2 separate regions of the Mus musculus genome follow, and region 2 is linked to region 1. A link is a contact called in public HiChIP or PLAC-seq data. All regions are on one chromosome and are shown on one strand. The core of a region is the stretch at or near the end of the contact, and the rest is flanking DNA. Distances in the headings are between cores, read along the strand shown.

Evidence for each region. HiChIP or PLAC-seq counts read pairs in DNA pulled down with a chosen protein or histone mark.
Region 2: a contact with region 1 is called in an H3K27ac HiChIP or PLAC-seq map of microglia, with 4 times the contacts expected there. The contact joins the promoter of H2-Q4 here to the promoter of Lst1 in region 1. A contact is called at or near these places in 4 of 115 datasets of contacts at active chromatin or transcription factors (effector CD8 T cells, memory CD8 T cells, microglia and 1 more).

Annotation. Positions count from the first base shown.
Region 1 is chr17:35,187,120-35,189,819 of GRCm38.p6, forward strand. Lst1 (leukocyte specific transcript 1) reads right to left here and starts at 1,321. Exons shown (of 4, transcript NM_010734.2): 1 at 1,238-1,321. The coding sequence starts at 1,271.
Region 2 is chr17:35,378,205-35,380,904 of GRCm38.p6, forward strand. H2-Q4 (histocompatibility 2, Q region locus 4) reads left to right here and starts at 1,413. Exons shown (of 6, transcript NM_001143689.1): 1 at 1,413-1,503; 2 at 1,616-1,969; 3 at 2,157-2,432. The coding sequence starts at 1,440.

The DNA.
Region 1 (2,700 bases), core at 71-2,570:
CTTCCTATATTTTTCCTGGGTCCCCCTTCCCCAATTTTTTATTTTATCCTATCTTCCTCTCCCCGATCAATCCTGTTTTCTATTTTTTGACAATTTCATACATATATAAAAAGTCTCAGCCGGGCGTGGTGGCGCACACCTTTAATCCCAGCACTTGGGAGGCAGAGGCAGGCGGATTTCTGAGTTCGAGGCCAGCCTGGTCTACAAAGTGAGTTCCAGGACAGCCAGGGCTATACAGAGAAACCCTGTCTCGAAAAACAAAACAAAACAAAACAACAAAAAAAAAGTCTCTTGGTCATTTCCAAAGCCCTTTCTCCCTCTCCCCCCTCCCAACCCATGTCTCTCCCACCTTTCTGTCACTTTATGTTGAGAGTCTCATGTATCCTGGGAGGCCTTAGATTCTCCTAGTAGCCGAGTATGCTTGACTTTCTGATCCTCACACCCCTGTGTCGTGTCTTAAGTGCTAGCTTGGCAAGAGTGTACTACCATGGCTGTTTTATGTGGCTCTGGGGTCAAAGCCAGGACCCTGCTATCCTCTCACAGTTTAAAATACAGGAAAATATACTCTAGGAGATTTTGAGGGGGGGGCGGTGTTGTATTTTTGTATTAGTTTTTGTTTGCTTGTTTTGTTTTGTTTTTAAAGACAGGGTTTCTCTGTGGAGCTCTGGCTGTCCTGGAACTCTAGACCAGGCTGGTCTTGATCTCACACACAGAGATCCTCCTGCCTCTGTCCGCCATCCCAACCCCTCCGGCCCTCTTGCCCCCTCACTCCCACCTCCCCCCACTCTGGGATTAAAGGTGTGCACCACCACTGCCTGGCTTTTTTTTTTTTTCTTTCTTTCTGCAGTATCTTCTATAGTTTAGGCTGCTTCCAAATTTCCTGAAGCCTCATGCAGAGACAAGTCATGTCCTTGATTTCTAGTCCTTCGGACCACCCCACCTCTCTGGTGCTGGGATTACAGGAGACACTATAACCCAGGGCTTCGTGCCTACACATTCATTACCCAGACATATTTGTTACCCAGACTTCAACTTCTCACTTCCTCTAGAGATTCACCTACCGGGTTACCTCTCCTGACTATGCTCACTCCCTACTGTTTCCGGGTCTCAGGAGGCCCCTCTTCCACCTGTACTGCCTCATTCTGACCACTTCTCCTAATCCTGAACCCTGCTTTTCTTCCCTCACTCTCCAGCCCTCACATCCCTCCCCTTTCCGAACGGAGGGGTCCCTACTTACTGGTTGTGCAATTGTTACCAGATCCCATTGTCATCAGACATAGTCCAGGGACTGAGAACAGGCCTGAAGGTCAAGACTAAACTAATCCCTCTTCTGCTGGGCTTAATAGCTTGGGTTAGTCACGTGCCCCCAAGTTCCCCATCTCTGAGGCAAGGGGCCCCTTTACAGTCCTCATCCTCACTGGGCTGGGGATTTTATGTTTGTCTTTTTCTCTTTTTTGTTTTTTTGGCTTTTTTTGGAGACAGAGTTTCTCTGTGTAGCCCTGGCTGTCCTGGAACTCACTCTGTAGACCAGGCTGGTCTCAAACTCAGAAATCCACCTGCCTCTGCCTCCCAAGTGCTGGGATTAAAGGCGTGTGCTACCACTGCCTGGCTTATGTTTGTCTTAACATATTGTGGTACCCATTTTCCAGGCCAGGAGCCCGAGATTTTAACAAGGAAAGCCCAACGCAGCCCTATTGGTAGAGATGGATCTCTGTGAGTTCAAGCACAGCCAGAGCTACACAGTGAGACCCTGTCTCAAGAAGCGAACAAAAGCCGGGGCGTGGTGGCGCACGCCTTTAATCCCAGCACTTGGGAGGCAGAGGCAGGCGGATTTCTGAGTTCAAGGCCAGCCTGGTCTACATAGTGAGTTCCAGGACAGCCAGGGCTATACAGAGAAACCCTGTCTCAAAAAAACAAACAAACAAACAAACAAAAAAAAACCCAAAAAAATAAAGAAGCAAAAGCCAAGGGAGACTCAGAAGTAGCAGAGAAAGTGTTTAGCTGTATTGCCCCCTCCCATTTACTCTGCCCCAGGCTGATGGGGGTGGGAAAGGCAGCGGGGGGGGGGGGCACTTGGAGGAAGCTGGAAACACTGCTCAATCCTGAATGCTGGTGAGAGGGCTGGTGAAGGCAAGGGAGCCAGGGTCTGGAGTAGTTGTGGGAACCACTGGGAAACCAGAGAGAAGGGTGCCCTTTCCCAGGAGGGAGGACCTTATTTGGCTGGTGTGGAGTAGTGGCTACCAAGAATGCTTTAACTTCCCCTTGGGTACTTCCTGCCCTTTAACTGCTGGTTCCTGTTTGAGGGTAGATAGAGGCCCCTCACTTGAGGGACAACAGCGTGAAACTCAGAACCTCCCAGTTATAAGGGGCATGCTGTAGGTTTGAGGGACCCCTGAGGAGCTGTGATGAATCAGGGACAGAACAGATTATTATTAGTAGTTATTATTATTAGCAGAATTTTGCTATGTAGCCCAGGCTGACCTGAGGCTCACCATCTTCCTGCCTCAGCCTGCAGAGTATACGGCGGGCCACCACTTTCAGCTGCAGCTTCTTTTCTTTGGAAAATGAAGGCACAAGAGCTCAGAGGGTAGGGTGTGAATGCAGATTCCTTCGGGTTCAGGGAACTCCAAATCCATAGTCTGGCCTCCATTTATCCCAGCAGGTTTCCCGTCTCATCCCGGATCTCCACCCACTCCCCGC
Region 2 (2,700 bases), core at 163-2,662, 190 kb after region 1:
ACAGTGGTTCAGGGAGACAGGGTCTGCTGAATCCCGGTGAATCTGGGGGGCTGCTGTGGAGATCTGCATGGGGAGGTGACTGGAGTTCACACCGGTGGTCACACACATTTGTTGCTCTGTGTGATGAGTGACTCTCTTCAGGAGTCCCCACCCAACTCTGCTCTTCTTTCCACTTCACTTCTGTGGCTATGGTTTGAAAAGATCCACAGAATCATGAAATGGGTAAAATTAATCTTCCCCCACACTACTGATCAGGGATGAAACCTCACATCACCAGTGTGTGCTCTCTGGCATGAGAATCATCTTTCTTCCAGTGTCCACACTGCACAGGCCTGAGAAACTCTGGGGCCAACTCGGTTATCAGAACCAGTGTCCCACACAGCTGTGACATTCATGTCCCTCACCTCATCAGTTCAAAAGTGTGAGTGAAGGTCAGGGAGGGAGGGAGAGGGTCAGAAATTACATAGCTTCTACCGTACTATCATCATTATTCTGTGTTATAGTTGGTGACAGTTCCTCTCCTACTGTTATTGAGTCACTAAAGCAACTGCACCATGGAAGTACAGTCACAGAGAAGTGAAGTGGAGACAGGGATCAGTGCCCTGCTGTCTGTGGTCTGCACAGGGGTCTCTCTTCAGTGGACAAGGGGGTCTCCTGTGCTGAGACAATGTCCCAGGTCCACAGAGACAAACTCAGAAGGAAGATCTTTGTTTTTAAAAAAACAAAAAAGAAACAAACAAAAAACCTGCAGCCACAGACTTCATCTAGGAAGTGACACAAGGAATCTGTGTCCCAGCACAGGGCTGAGAAGACAGATCCTGAGGGAAAAGACGAAGTATCCTCTTTATAGAAGAGAGTCCTGCACTCAGGCTTGGCAGTGTGAGCCGCCCACTGCAGGTGAACAGAGCCTGGTCTCTGTGGTGTTCTAATGGGGCTTGCAGGCCAGCGCCTCTGCTTTAAGGAGAAGCCTCTCTCCACTGCATCCCCAAGCGCTTGTGTTGCCATTGTATTCCTGGAAGTGGCTTTTCTTCTGGAAGGCTCCAGGGTCTGACTTCTGAAGAGAAGAAGGAAGAGGAAGGGTGGAGGGAAGATACAGAGAGTCTGGCCTGCAGGTCTCTTCTCTCCTGGTGTCCTGACAGCTTCTGGGTCAGAACTCGGAGACACCAAGACAAACAGCTCTCTGTCCACAGCACAGGGTTCAGGCAAAGTCTTAGTCTCCAGGCAGTGAGATCAGGGGTGGGGATTTCCCATCTCCCCAGTTTCACTTCTGCTCCTAACTTGGGTCAGGTCCTTCTGCCCGGACACTGATGACTTACTGGCAGTTCTCACCCCCATTGGGTGACGTGATCACCGGGAACCAATCATCGTCGCCGCGGGAGCAGGTTATAAAGTCCACACAGCCCGCCAGAGTCAGATGCCCAGAATCCCAGAGGGGAGCAATGGCGTCAACAATGCTGCTTCTGCTGGTGGCAGTCGCCCAGACCCTGATCGAGATCCGCGCGGGTGAGTACCGGGTCCGGAGGGAAATGGCCTCTGAGGAAAGGGGAGGGGGCGGCACGGGGGAAGCCGCGTCCCGGCGTCGCCCACCTGACCCTCCGCCCCTTCTCCACCCTAGCCCCGCGCCCTGCTCCCCTCCCGGCCCGCTCACCCGCCGGGGGTCCCGGAAGGAGTTCGGGGTCTCACCGCGCCCTGCCTCCAGGCCCACACTTGCTGAGTTATTTCTACACCTCCGTGTCCCGGCCGGGCCTTGGGGAGCCCCGGTTCATCTCTGTCGGTTACGTGGACAACACGGAGTTCGTGCGCTTCGACAGCGACGCGGAGAATCCGAGATATGAGCCGCGGGCACCGTGGATGGAGCAGGAGGGGCCGGAGTATTGGGAGCGGGAAACACAGAAAGCCAAGGGCAATGAGCAGATTTTCCGAGTGAACCTGAGGACCCTGCTCAGCTACTACAACCAGAGCGCGGGCGGTGAGTGACCCCGGATCGGAGGTCACGACCCCTCCACGTCCCAAAACAGGGGCCCGAGACGTCCCGGGCCCCAAGTTCGAGGTTCTGAGCAGAACGGACGCGGGACTGGTTTCCCTTTCAGTTTGGAGGAGTCCGCGGGTGGGCGGGGCCGGGGCGTGTGGGCGGGGCTGACCGCGGGGTCCCGCAGGCTCTCACACTATTCAGGTGATCTCTGGCTGTGAAGTGGGGTCCGACGGGCGCCTCCTCCGCGGGTACCAGCAGTTCGCCTACGACGGCCGCGATTACATCGCCCTGAACGAAGACCTGAAAACGTGGACGGCGGCGGACATGGCGGCACAGATCACCCGACGCAAGTGGGAGCAGGCTGGTGCTACAGAGAAAAGCAAGGCCTACCTGGAGGGCGCGTGCGTGCAGTCCCTCCGCAGATACCTGGAGCTCGGGAAGGAGACGCTGCTGCGCACAGGTGCAGGGGCCGCGGGCAGCTCCTCCCTCTGCCCTCGGGCTGGGGCTCAGTCCTGGGGAAGAAGAAACCCTCAGCTGGGGTGATGCCCCTGTCTCAGAGGGGAGAGAGTGACCCTGGGTCTCCTGATCCCTCATCACAGTGACTGCACTGACTCTCCCAGGGCTCAGCCTTCTCCCTGGACAGTGCCCAGGCTGTCTCAGGAGGGAAGGAGAGAATTTCCCTGAGGTAACAACAGCTGCTCCCTTCAGTTCCCCTGTAGCCTCTGTCA